4 separate regions of the Zea mays genome follow, and all the other regions are linked to region 3. Evidence: chromatin contacts called from public Hi-C data. All regions are on one chromosome and are shown on one strand. The core of a region is the stretch at or near the end of the contact, and the rest is flanking DNA. Distances in the headings are between cores, read along the strand shown.

The links. Hi-C and Micro-C count contacts between places; a contact is called where the count stands out from the background.
Region 1: a Hi-C map of leaf shows a contact between it and region 3, with 4 times the contacts expected there. The contact joins the enhancer-like site here to the promoter of LOC100283947 in region 3. A contact is called at or near these places in 2 of 25 Hi-C or Micro-C datasets (leaf and tassel).
Region 2: a Hi-C map of bundle sheath shows a contact between it and region 3, with 2.0 times the contacts expected there. The contact joins the promoter of LOC100281212 here to the promoter of LOC100283947 in region 3. A contact is called at or near these places in 9 of 25 Hi-C or Micro-C datasets (bundle sheath, ear, endosperm and 3 more).
Region 4: a contact with region 3 is called in a Hi-C map of leaf, with 5 times the contacts expected there. The contact joins the enhancer-like site here to the promoter of LOC100283947 in region 3. A contact is called at or near these places in 7 of 25 Hi-C or Micro-C datasets (ear, endosperm, leaf and 1 more) and 1 of 3 datasets of contacts at active chromatin or transcription factors (leaf).

The regions. Positions count from the first base shown.
Region 1 is chr2:63,309,619-63,312,841 of Zm-B73-REFERENCE-NAM-5.0, reverse strand. No RefSeq gene overlaps it. Among protein-coding and RNA genes, the nearest start is that of LOC100282091, 44 kb to the right of the region's middle. Within about 2 kb of position 1,466, at least 19 of the 20 cell types and tissues checked have an H3K27ac peak or open chromatin away from gene starts, as enhancers often do. A contact at or near this core is called in leaf and tassel, where this site is marked.
Region 2 is chr2:63,355,084-63,358,607 of Zm-B73-REFERENCE-NAM-5.0, reverse strand. It overlaps LOC100281212, which reads left to right and starts at 2,095. Exons shown (of 10, transcript NM_001154131.2): 1 at 2,095-2,301.
Region 3 is chr2:63,531,142-63,534,510 of Zm-B73-REFERENCE-NAM-5.0, reverse strand. LOC100283947 (calnexin) reads left to right here and starts at 1,397. Exons shown (of 6, transcript NM_001156845.1): 1 at 1,397-1,572; 2 at 1,677-1,746; 3 at 2,825-3,369. The coding sequence starts at 1,501. All of the region lies in intron 2 of LOC103646531 (a long non-coding RNA gene), which reads right to left.
Region 4 is chr2:63,748,377-63,751,642 of Zm-B73-REFERENCE-NAM-5.0, reverse strand. No RefSeq gene overlaps it. Among protein-coding and RNA genes, the nearest start is that of LOC103646532, 160 kb to the left of the region's middle. Within about 2 kb of position 1,907, at least 14 of the 20 cell types and tissues checked have an H3K27ac peak or open chromatin away from gene starts, as enhancers often do. A contact at or near this core is called in ear, leaf and tassel, where this site is marked.

The sequences.
Region 1 (3,223 bases), core at 217-2,716, 220 kb after region 3:
CCTTCTAGCACGTAACTCTGTTGTCACCACTGTTCACCCTTGTTGGCCTCCTTGCAATTGAGAGCAAGTTCCAATAGTGTGCAAATTTTGTGCGAGAAATGTCGTGACTTTAGCAGAGATGAGAGCAGGTGGGGCCTCCCGTGATTAAAAAATATATATTATTTTTGCTATTTTTACAACCCGGTTTATATTTTCTGAAAAAGAATTTGTACCGATGGTTCTCAGTTAGCCATCCGTGGGACATAACTATTTCTACTGGCTCTTCGCGCTGACAGGTCTGATAGACGTCTATAGAGTTTCTTTTCTTTGTAGTTCGTACTAAGGACGTAGCTTATATGTTTTTTCTCTACTGATTTATGATGTCCCACTGTTTTCCTCTGCTGTGCGAGCGCGTGTCTGCACCAAACGACGAGTCGACGACTGCTGATGTACGTGCTAATTAACTTTGTAAAGTGTCCATATCATTAATTAAGCTAATAACGTCTGAGTTGTAGTGAAAAGCTAAGAAAGGGCATCAATCGGCTGCTCTTTGTTGCGTATCGTGGGGGGAGGAGCGTGACCACCTGCCACTTGCAGCAACAGTGCTGCGTCCTGCTGCAGCCCACGACGTACGCAGCGACTGGTGCCCTGCCCTGCATGATGGCATCCGCGCCGTGCCGTGCGACGTGCGTGGTGGGGCGTCGACGACCACCTGCCACTGCGTTTGCTGTGCGACTGCGAGAGTGGGAGCGGTGCCACCGGCGCCAGGCAAATCTGCAGCCCCGGCCACGGGTCCGTCTCGCCAAGAAAAATCAAAGTCGTGGTTGTAGTTTTTTCCACGGACAAAGTTTGGACTCTTGCCTCTTGGATACAATCCTATATATATAATCGTATTCCTACCTTCACTTGTTTACTTGGATTCTCTCGCGTGTTCGTGTCAATAGCTACCACCTACCGGTAGTAGTTGCTTGATGTCGCAGCGCACAGTTGAATCGATGATGACCGTGATTGATCCGAGTTCTGACCATAGCCGCTAATCAGGTCCAGTTCCTGTATTTGAATCGAGATGAGTCATCAAGATAGTCATTAAGGTGCGTTTGATTGCAATGACAGGATGGGATGAAACGATCCCTCAAATAAGTTTCAAAGGTTAGGACAGGACTATCCCAGTGTTATTCTCAATTATCTCTTAAAATTGGAGGGACGAGAAAGGACACCAAGAGACGTCTCTGTTTTAGCTGTCCCGCAACCAAACGCGTCTAAAAGAACAGCAAATCGAGATTGTTAATTAATTAATCGAACATCATTCACTCGTGTGTTCCGGCCTTCCGGGTGGGTATAAGCTGGTGGACGAGTCCACCATGTGGACCTAACGTTTTTTCAATTCCTTCTGGACAACGCGCGGCCACTGACTGGTCCAGTCGTCAACACGCGCGCGCGGAGGCAGACACCTGCCTGCCTGTCCGCCAGGGGCGCACACACACACCCCTATCCGGCATTGGCACGTCTCGCCGTCGCCGTCGTGGGGATCGGAATGATCAGCAGGCCGTGGGGTCCCCTGCCAGGAACGGCGAAAAAGGCAATCGGAAAGCCGAAAGCTACACGGGATTCGTCCGTGCGCGGTGCGTCCCACTAGTATCATCCATCAATCGATTGGACCGGTCCACGCGAATCGTGAATCGTGAGGGAGCGAGCAAACTGTGAGAGCGAGGGAATTGAGAGAGAGAGAGAGAGAGAGAGAGAGAGAGAGAGAGAGAGAGAGAGAGAGGAAAAGCTATGCCGGCACATCGCTGCTCGGAATCGGACCCAGCCACCCAGGGGGGCAAAGCTTTCCGCGGCCAGAGCAAATCACATGCGTCCCCGCGTGGCTGCACAAGAAAGGTCACATGTCAAAGCTTTGCCGTGGCTGTGCTGTGCTTGCATAAGCTGATAAAGTGATAAGCGTAACCTTGTCTACCGGGTTACAAATAATTATATGACTCAAGTCTCTCTGTTTCTAAATAACCAAATCCTATTTTCAGGACCGTGCCGGTCCATGTACCAGACTCTAGAACGAGACCTATCTCACTAGAAAAAAAACTTTAATAACATAAAGTTGCAATATACTGCGTAGGAATAAAATTTATGGTCAATGCAAAAGGATTTTATCAAGTTCCTTATAATAGGCAAGCCAATATCTATCATAATATTTTTCCATTTGATAGAATTTTATTATAGATAACGTAGAAAACTTTTTAGAATGTTTGTCTGTAGGACATTTCTCTCGTTTAGTCTCCTTTTGTGCCAAAAAATAATTTTATTTAGGATCAAGAAAATCCAGGTATCTAAGGCCAAATATATCAGACCAAAAAGAATCGCTAGCATGCCCATCAAGCCAAGTATTCTAGTTAGCGCTAATAGTAGTGGCATTCATATTAACATCATCAACCTCAACACTATTAATTGTCTCAATCTAGCAATCTAGAGGATCATTATCAGTGTTATTATCAAGTGCAATCTTACTTGTGATTATTTTATAATAGATATATCTACGGCTCCTTTCGGAGACTGAATTAATTCTTCTATTCTTTAAGTATTCTTTATGCTTTTTCTCGAACTAGAATCATATTTTTCTACATTGATCCGCGGAAGACATAAGACTATTAAATTTATATCTCATATATATTATTGTGTTTACATTTAGGGGCTGGCCTGCTAATGGCAAAAAAATCCAACCCACGCCCACCCATACACAAATCTAATAACTTTGATATTCATCCCACACCCATCCAAAAATATAAGAAAGAAATTAAACCCAACCCATCCAATAATATTATTGACTCCAAACCAACCCGTAATTGGGTGGAAACCCATAGAAACCCCATAGGTTCAGCTTATTGTCTAACATCAAGCCAACTGCATACATATACACTGATACACAGTGATAATTTTATAGGTAATTTCAATGACATACAAAAATATAGTCTACGACATACAAAAACAGTAACAATAATATTATACACTGATACAAAAACAAGTTTGGTCGATGAACATTTAGGTCTCGAGAAAATAACAAAAAACATCTGTTAAAGATCCTTAATGAACAATTATCTTTTTGGCAAGAAACATAAACTAGCAGCAGTGGAAATTGTCTGTGATCAAGCTCAAAACTAGCAACAGTGGAAGGGCACATCTAGGTAGCATTAGAAGCCCACCGAACGACGCATAAATCTCTCCGGAAGTGAAAAGAAAAGAACCTACGCAA
Region 2 (3,524 bases), core at 846-3,345, 180 kb after region 3:
AGGCATACAGGGGTCCGACACAGACACTTGTCTGGGTCTTGTCAGGCACGCCTGTGCTCCCCACTCAGGCGGGGACCCGGTGCTGCCACGCGACCTACGGCCTGTGACGTGGGACGGAGGGCAGAGCCTGACGTAAGGCCTCGGAGCCACGCGATCTCTGCATTTATTGTAGAGATCGCGCGCCGCCTGACCGCCCTGCGGGCAGGCGATGTGCCGACTCGGCATTTAATGCGCCCCGTCCAGTCTGATGGCAGGCGGCGACCAGACCAGGCGGCGTACCTGTCCAATCAGGCAATGGACAGTACGCCCACGCCACAGCACACGCGCAGTGGCCATCATGACTTAGATGACACCAAGGAACCTTCGGCAACACGCCAACTGTACTCGAACGGCGGATGTCGGGGCACAGGGGGATGGTGCAAGGTGACCGACATTAGTTGCTCCGGTTATATCATCTATTATGTATCTGAGCTCACGTGTCGGGGTTTAGAGTCCTTTTGTACATGCCCCCTTTTAGCTATAAAAGGGGAGGCATGCGAGACCCAATCTTGGACTCACAAGCTCATACAAGCTCACAAGCAATACATCACACAGTGGAGTAGGGTGTTACGCTCCGGCGGCCCAAACCACTCTAAACCCTCATGTGTTCTTGTGTTCTTCTCGTCTTCCCAACTAACAAGCAAAACGCCTAGGTCCCTCCTCATCTTAGGATTTAGGGCGGGTGCACTCCGCCACCCGGCCGAAGATTTGCTCTCCGACTAACTCCAATAGTCTAGATATAATCCTAGGTAAATTTAGAGTTTTACGAGGATTCTAAAAAATAGACTACCTCTTAAACGATGGGATAAACCAATTAACTCTCTAAATCTTATCTATCCATATTCAAATCACCAGACAATCGGCCATCACCGCCGTGACCTCAAGACTGGTCGTCGTCGCTGTGTAGGTCGAGCCACACATGTATCCTCCTCGCTGCTCCTCGTGGCCTCACCCTTCTCATTTAAAACGAAATCGTACTCATCTATGTTAGAGAGTAGGTGAGGGAGGAATAGCAGGGAGGTGCAATCAAGTCGGCCCTATGGAAGCCACGCCCCTCCTCTTCTCTACCGACTGCACGACCAGTACCAACGGGTGGCTAGTTAGCTATGATCTCGACTGCCTGCGAGCATACATGTGATTTCCTGTGGTCCCTCTAAGCGGCCAAGGACCAACACATATAGGATGAGGACAACAAGGCATGGGAGCGACACGAGGACAACAAGTTTGACATGGCGCGACTCGGCAAAGATGCCTAGCGGCTTGGAGATGGCGCAAGGGAGGGAAGGCGCGCAACACACACGTGAGGAGGGAGATGGCGAGTTGGGCGGACTCGGCAAAGATGCCTAGCGGCTTGGATGGGATGACGAGCGGGGTAGAGAAGCGGGCAAGATAAAGAGTCCGTTGGATTGAGTTTTAGCTATCATTTTTCTATTTTTATCAATACTAATTGATTTAGCTATGCTTTTGGAGTTGCTCTAAGTGAAGGCACCCGTTGCTCTAGATTTAAGCCATTTTTAGGACAACTCCAGATTCAAAAAATTTGGTGAAGTTGTTGGAGCGTATCATTAGGTGATCTAGAAATTTGTGGAGCTGGAGATATAAGTAAGTCTTTAGAAGACATTTAGATAAATTATTTTATTTATTATTTAGATTAAAAATATTTTTAAAACTATTTAAATTGATATTACACTGAAGGTAGAATAGGGAGTCATCCTATACACTCCATTGTTAACGGGGTTGCTCCAGGCATGTTCCATCTGTTCCATGTCAGGGCTTGTTCGGTTAGCTCTCAATCCATGTGGATTGAGTGGGATTGGATGGGTTTGAATCTCAAGTAAGTCAAACTTATTCTCAATTTTTTCCAATCCAATCCAATCCATGTGTATTGGGAATAACCGAACAAGCCCTCAGACGGTCAAACCAGGTCGGCCTCGAACCGGGAGGCGCGCCGCACGAGGGGACGGGACGAATACGATTCCAGCCAGATTCACGAACGACGCTCGGGTGCTGGTGGTTGGGCAGTAGGCAAAGGCAAGGCCGTACGCGGAAGAAACCGCCGCAGCCTGCCCAGCGCAAGAAAAAGGCAGAACCCAGCCGCGGCGCCCTCTTCGCAGTCCCAACTCCCAACCGAGAGGTGAAAGCATCCGTCCCGTCCCAGTTTCGCCGCCGACCCTGCAAAGCAGAAGGCTCTTTGCGCGTCCTCCCCTCTTTCCTCCCGGACTCGCCGGCGTTCCTGTCTGTTGCTGCCGGTGGGCGGTGGTGGTACGGCTCATCTCCTTTACCTTTTGATTTGAAATCGTTATTGGGATCCTTTTTGGGACTTCAGGCGTTCGCTATTGGGATCCTTTTTGGTACTTCGGGCGTTTCTCTGTCTCACAGCGTCGTGGGGTTTCGGGCTTCTTTTGGCGGACACGGGGTCGATTGACGATTGAAGCTAAGCCACCCGGGTTGCTTGGGGATCCTGGCTTGGTGATTGGCCGAGTTGACTGAATCAGGCGAAATTGATTCCGATGGGAGTTCTGCGACTTAGTCCCCTGTCGGGGCTTGGCTTTGTCGCGAATCGCGATACGTTGCGCTTTGGCAAGTTATCTTTTGCTACCTCCTTGCGCAAAGGTCCAATTCAGATTTGTCGGCCTAGAGCATTGAGCTAATTAATTGTTCTCAATTCCTTTGCTGTTTGGTGGGTAACTAGGATAATCAGCGACGAACTGTAGACGAACTCTTTGTTCAGCGACGAGTCATGATGATACTGGAAAGCGAATCCGTTGGGATCTTGCTCCAGAGTACAGGTAGGCAGGATTCCGTGAAAAAAGTGGGCAGATGATGGTACCAATCACCGTAGGCTCCTAACGTCTTCTACTCCTAATAACCTTACCTCGGCTTGTCTGCAAGAAGAAAACCTAGTCATGGTTTGTCGGGAAGAAACAAATTGGTGCTTCAATTTATAGCCACAGAATGCAATTTCGCCTTTAAGGACGGCACTAGTCTGTGTTTTTTTAGAACTGAATGGCAGGAGCTCTACCTTTTTAATTAAGAAGAAGAATGTAATTTATCCAGTTTTAAGGAAAACCGGGTCCGAAACCTATCCAGAGTGCACAAACTACTAGTCTGTGTTCTCTCCATGACCTAGCTAGCACAGAGACTAGCACATTTGGACTTGGGGAGAGAAGAGAAATTCTCATCCATTTTATGTCAAATTTCATTATCCATGAGAGGTAAGCCATCAAGTTTTCTATTGTATCATCATAGGTCCCTGTGCTTCAAGCGCAATATCAGTGCCTCTACTGTACATATATAGTTGTACATTTGAGAGGCCATTGTCATCCCATACATGCAGAATGGAGTATTACATACATGGAACATCACTACAAGTCCATGTGGATATTTGATCATGTCATATGTTAAATGCATGCTGAAATACTTGGAAATGGATGCAAGCTGTGTTTGTGGAGAAAGATATTTGAAATGCCATCACAGACATCATG
Region 3 (3,369 bases), core at 148-2,647:
ACTCACACATGACGTCACCGTCTAGACACAACCAGCGCCAACTCCTTCCCCAAGCTAAGTCTCCAACTCCCACATGGCCTCAGTTACATACGCTCGCCAACAGTGTACCCCCATTGCTGGGTCCAATCTAGCCCAAATACTCTGGTGCTTTGCTTCTTCACCCGAATACCCTTTGGTGCCTCTCTGTCGTCGTCTATTACCTTGACAGACTGTTACACATGAGGGGCATGACGTACGAAAGAGAGGAACAACCCATAATTGTTGAACTGTTGAAACTCTACCACTTATAAAATTTACGTGGTATTTTTAGTTCCCCTGACTAAAATTTAGTTTGTATCATATCAATTATCTAAATATCAATTATAAATATTAAATATAGACATAATTAGGTTCAATAGTTTCGTTTTGTCTTTTAGTCTTTATCTGTACAATTAATCTTATAATTAGACTATATTTACTATCCGTAGTTATCATTTAAACATTTGATATGACATTAGGTGAAACCAAACACCCCATAAGAGCATGTACAACCCACAAACAATAGTTGTCTATATGTATATTACAAACAGGTATATACAATATAAATAATAAGTCATACAGTAGGTTACCTATCATGTGTGGAACAAGGACCAAAGAAGTCATACATTGGTTGTCTTACCGTCTCTTGTATTGGAGCATAGGCCGAAACCGTGTCTTCACTAAAGGACGATCTATGCCTATCTTCTCCTTAATTAGCATCCACGTCGAATTTTTTTTATTTAATTGTAGCTTACGTGACTTTAGAGACGTCGTATTTAACGGCGCTGTATGTGCCCTAAGGCTATTCACAATAATGATTTTATAGTGGTTTCACACACATTTAATAGTGTGTCACATCAACTTTTTTTTCCAATGTCTTAGAAACCATGGAGACCTCCATTGAAAATGATTTGTTTCTCTTCACATATTTTACTAATTTGTATTGGTCATTGAGTTGCAATATTTAATTGACATGTTAATGTATGAAATAGTGAAGTGAAATTTTACATTAAGAGACATTATTTTATTCATAGTTTTATAGCATTTTTGATGATATGTCAGTGTTGAAAAAAGTGGTACAAAATTGTCATCGAGAATATCTAAAGTCAGTAGAAGGCCTCTGTATTCACTGGAGATGCCGGCTGGCCGGATACCACCGTCGTGCGTGTTCGTGGGGCGGCTGACATGGCGTCCTACAAGAGCAAAGCGTCACGAGTCAGACGTGGCAGCGTGCAATTGGTCAGCACCACGTCCCGCGCCCTCCCATTGGTCGGAACAAGTCACACCAAGGCCTTCTCCTCGCAACTGCCGGCCCTGCTACCCACCGTTCCTTTTCCTCTCTCCTGATCTCAGCCGTGTAGCCTCTCCACCGCGCCCACTTCTTATACTGCCAGCGTCTGCTCCCTCTCGCGGAGGCCTCGCTCTGGTTGGAAGGTTTGGAGAAACTCCCCGGCTCGAGGAGATCGTGACATTGAGAGGACGATGGGAGGGCGCGCGCTCCTCCTCCTCCTCCTGGTCTCGGCGTTGGTCTTTCAGATCCACGCCTCCGACCCGGTAATCTAAGCCAGCCTGTTGCGATTTCGCTATCTTTTTTCCCTCGGAACTTTGTGGGTGAGATTTGTGATGGTCACTCCGGGTTTCGGTGTTGTTGTTTGCAGCTGCTGTACGAGCCGTTCGATGAGGACTTTGAGGGGAGATGGGTCGTCTCCAAGAAGGATGAATACCAAGGTAAGCGCGCGCATTTTTTTTCTCTCGCTCGTTATGGTTTCGCTAGATCTGTTTAGATCCGTGGGTTTAGTGGGGTTATGGGAGCTTCTTCGTCCGAGATCGCACTTTCCCGTGTTTAAACTGAGAGGTAACTGTGCAATTACTCATGAGATCCACGATTGATACTGTCAGTCATGTATGTTGTCAATCATGTATGTGCTTTAGTTTGTCCGGATGTGCTTCGCTAGCAGCACCGCTCTAGATGCAGAGCTATGGCTAGTCTCCACATTCCAACGTACTATATGCAATCGAGGAGTGTTCTTGCCTTCCAGCTTACAGTATAACTTTTTGAGTGTGCCAACACAAGTTACAATGGTCTGTAGCTCTAACGAACAGAGGATCATTGGAGTGACTGGTTTCTCTGTGTGTGCAGTGTGCTCATTGTTGATATGGATGGTTGATGTTTCTGTAACTGCCAAAATGTACTGATGCTCAGATAATCGAAAGTAGCCTCATCTATTCCTAACTGGAGGGAGTGATTAACTTGTACTAGATTATAGGATGAGACATCAGGAGATATTTTGAATAATAATTTTATCTATATGCATGTGTTAATGAACTACGTCATCCAAAAAATAATAAAATTGTCAGTATGTTCAGTTTGCTAGTGGTATTTTTATATTCCTGTAATTCTGTGCCCACATTAAACACTCTTCATATGAAGTAAGCTTGCGGTACTAAGTTTTAGTAGGTGCCTGTTAGATCTTTCTGGTTATCTGGTATGCTATTTATCTGTGAATATTGGTGTCATTTGTTATAATTTGAATATGCATCTATGCAACCTTTGTGCACCAAACACACCATAATTAATTTGACTAATTGTTAGTCAAAGTTTGCAAAGTTACACTTTCCGAAACAACATGTTGCTTGCATATGTGGATGAAGGGAGTAGTATCCTGGTTCTGTAATGCCATTTTAAACAGTATTGCAATCCTTATTTTAACTGCTTGTTGCCTGCCACTGTTTGAACATTGTAGTCATAATTTCTGTTCTTTTTTGTGTGTTTCATAGCTTAATGCCTACATACTCTGTTTTGTAGGTGTGTGGAGGCATGCCAAGAGTGATGGTCATGAGGACTATGGCCTCCTTGTTAGTGAGAAGGCAAGGAAATACGCCATAATCAAGGAGCTTGATGAGCCAGTTACCTTGAAGGATGGGACAGTGGTCCTGCAGTTTGAAGTGAGACTTCAGAATGGCCTTGAATGCGGAGGTGCCTACATTAAGTACATCCGCCCTCAGGATGCTGGATGGGATGCCAAGGAGTTTGATAATGAGACTCCATACACTATTATGTTTGGTCCAGATAAGTGTGGATCAACCAACAAGGTTCATTTCATCCTTAAGCACAAGAATCCTAAGACTGGAAAGTATGTTGAGCATCATCTCAAATTCCCACCATCTGTCCCATATGACAAGCTCTCTCATGTCTACACGGCTATCTTGAAGCCAGACAATGAGGTCAAAATTTTGGTAGATGGGGAAGAAAAGAAGAAGGCGAACTTCCTTTCTGCTGATGATTTTGAGCCAGCACTTATCCCATCCAAGACCATTCCTGACCCTGATGACAAGAAGCCGGAGGACTGG
Region 4 (3,266 bases), core at 658-3,157, 220 kb before region 3:
AAACCAATATCACTGATGTCCACAAAACATTTTTAACGGTCCGTACCCAATTTCAAACTTTAACTAGTCGGTTACCCGTGCGTTGCGACGGCTTACAACAATACCCACGTAAACTATTCATCAAAAGAATTTCAAGATTTTTTATTAATTGTCTCCGCTCTCTGTATAATATATTTTTTGATTTGGCTAACTGATATTATTGTTTACTCCATGCAAATATGTCTTAGTACAACACGGCCAATGAAGTGAGCGATTAGAAGAGAGTTCACAACGATTGACTGAATGAAAAAATATTATAAAATGTCATAATTCCATCATACATAGACCAAATAAGAGAAAGTTTGTGAGATCAAGTTTCTAAAATAAGTCTCATGAAGTCAAACTTATAAAAAAGATAGATCAAAATATGGAGTGATTGCTAAAGTCAGGCATCAATAAAAACTGGATGCACTCCATATAAATTATGCTACTTCGTAGCAATTACTAACGTTTAAAACCAACAAATAACCTTTCATTTTGCTGTTAATGTGACAAATCATTGCTGCTTCATCCAATTCAGCAACCTCAACAGTATGTAGTCCATTGCGCCAATGTGGTCTCAGAAACGACCTAATGCTTGCATGAGCCAAGAACGTCATGCCGTCCTTGGGCTGTAGCCTCGGCCCGTAGTGCTGGCCCGTGCCGACACGATTATTTTTTTTATTTTACAAAAAAACGTATATACCTATATACAATTTATATTCAATATTAGAAATATCTTAGTGTGATGTTCTACTGGTTAGACAGTTTCACCCAGTGTCTCTCGCCCTTCTTTCATCAGGGCATGTGTTCGAACCCCACCTCCTACATCGTTTTTTAACATTTTACGCTAATTTAATTAAATGGATCGACGGGCTAACGGGCTGGCCCGACACAGTTAGCAGGCCGACATGACGTGTCTGTGCCATAGTTGTAGCCCGCGTCACCGCGTGTATCTAGCCCGTGTCGGGCGTCGTTTGACATTTATAAACGTGTAGCAGATTAATTTAAAATAGTTGTAGGGGTTATTTGTAAAAAAATGACTCACGACGACCGTTAAAACTGGTGCTTTAAGTATAGTATAGATAAGGGCGCTTTGACCGGGCTTCTCGGCACCCGTTTCTCCCCTGGCTTCGTGTCTTTTTCCATAAGTCATACCAAACATTAGTCTAGAAAATGGCTTTTGCTAATAAAGTAATAAATATTTCCCCTTTGTATAGGAATAATGAAGCCAAAAAAGTGGCTTACCCAACTTTGGGGTTAAGTTATTTTTACAAAAATCCCCTCCCACCAAATTAATTAAGATCTAAACGATTCGTTACTTTTTTTTCTCTTCTGTTCGCATGGGCGCACGGCCATCTACCGGCCATGGCAAAGAGACGCGCCCAGACAACCGGTGGCGTAGGAGACGCTCGCACCGAGCGTGGGCAGGCGGGCCTTACGGGCGCCGGGCGCTGTGGCTTCGCGCCGCCGTTTCCTAGCCGGTTGACTGCCGCCGGGCGTAAACCATTCACGCCGCCATGACCTGGCGGCCATGGGAGACACCTGCATGTCAGCAACCGTGACGGCAGTGCACAGAAGGATGTGGTGTGGGAGATTCAAGTGTCGGCCAACAGGAGCCGTAAGCCCAGCTCGAGGATTTTTGGAGCCGAATGGATTCGTTGATTCACGCGGCCCATATTAGTGCCTGTAATAAATACTAGCAAGTTATAGTTTCTGGACAGTTTTGGATCATTAGCAATACAAAACTCCAGTCGTGTATTCCGACTAGCCGTTGGCAATCAAGGGTGCGACAAGTGGTATGATTGTCAGCAACCGTGACGGCAGTGCAGAGAAGGATGCGAGAGATTCAAGTTCCGGCCAATAGGTGGAGTTGTTGGGCCGCAAGAGCCGTAAGCCCAACTCAAGGATTTCAGGATCAGAATGGATTCGTTGATTCACGCGGCCCATATTGGTACCTGTAATAAATACTAGCGAGTTGTAGTTTTGAAACTCCAGCCGTGTATTCAGGCTAGCCGTCGGCAATCAAGGGTGCTGACACTGCAGCTCCTGTGGCAGCGCGGAACAACAAAAGCCCTTCTCCGGCGGGTGGAAACTGGATGGCTCCGGCGACAGATGGAATGTCGATGAGATCCCAAACTCCGGCTGCTGCGCACGGGATCTCCATGACCGATGCAGGTGGCTTTCCCGGCTTGCAGGTCTCCACGGCACGCACGGGATCTTCACGGCGGGTGCGGGCAGTTCAGTTGAATTCACCGTCTCGGTTGTGCACCTTTAAGCAACAACATTGAATGAAGAAATGGCTGGACAACCTGATGCCAGTCTCGGTGGAAACAGTGTACAAGCTCATATGAATCTTTTATCATCTCTGTTTTTATCAATACAATACCATGTCAGCATGTTTAATGTTAGTGGCGAAACTAGAGCAAATATAAAAGGATGCATTTCCTTATGAATGCATAAGAATGACATATGGATAGTGCTTATATGGTAAAAAATTGAACATAACTGATTTTTGGAATTTTAGGATGTATGTACATAGTAGCTTCGCCCCTATTTAATGCCCATGAAACCCAGGGGATTTCATGTTCCAGTTTCCCGTAGACCCATATTTTTGGAATTTTTCTGTTATTCTGATCTGGTAACAGTGTAACACAGTGTGAGCTGCAAGGAAGTTCTGGTTTTTGCACCTAGACCTGTAATCTAAGTGCTGCCATCGTTCTCACGTTCTGCATTTCATCAAAGTTTGGTTACAGAGTTTGATACCCAGTTATCCATTCATGCTCGCTAGAAAATAACTATTAAAAATGCTAACCGGAGATATTAAAAAATGTTGGTTGAACATAACTATACAATATGTTCTAGGCATTTTTTTGCGTACGTTCCAACAACATTACTGAATATATATATATATATATATATATATATATATATATATATATATATATATATATATATATATATATATATATATATATATATATATATATATATATATATATATATATAGAGAGAGAGAGAGAGAGAGAGAGAGAGAGCTCTGTGTTTCCAATAACTAGAGTAAGCCCAGGTCGGACAGTGCAATCCGGTCGAGTCGGATCAAGTCCGGACGTCTATAAAACAAGATCTGTAGTGGTAGGGTTCAGTTTTTTACGCTCCACACCGATTCATTAGTGACGACGAGTGCGACGACAGCGGTTCCCCGAGAGCGTGCGCGACAGTGGACCACCAGCCGGTGGCCACGGCTC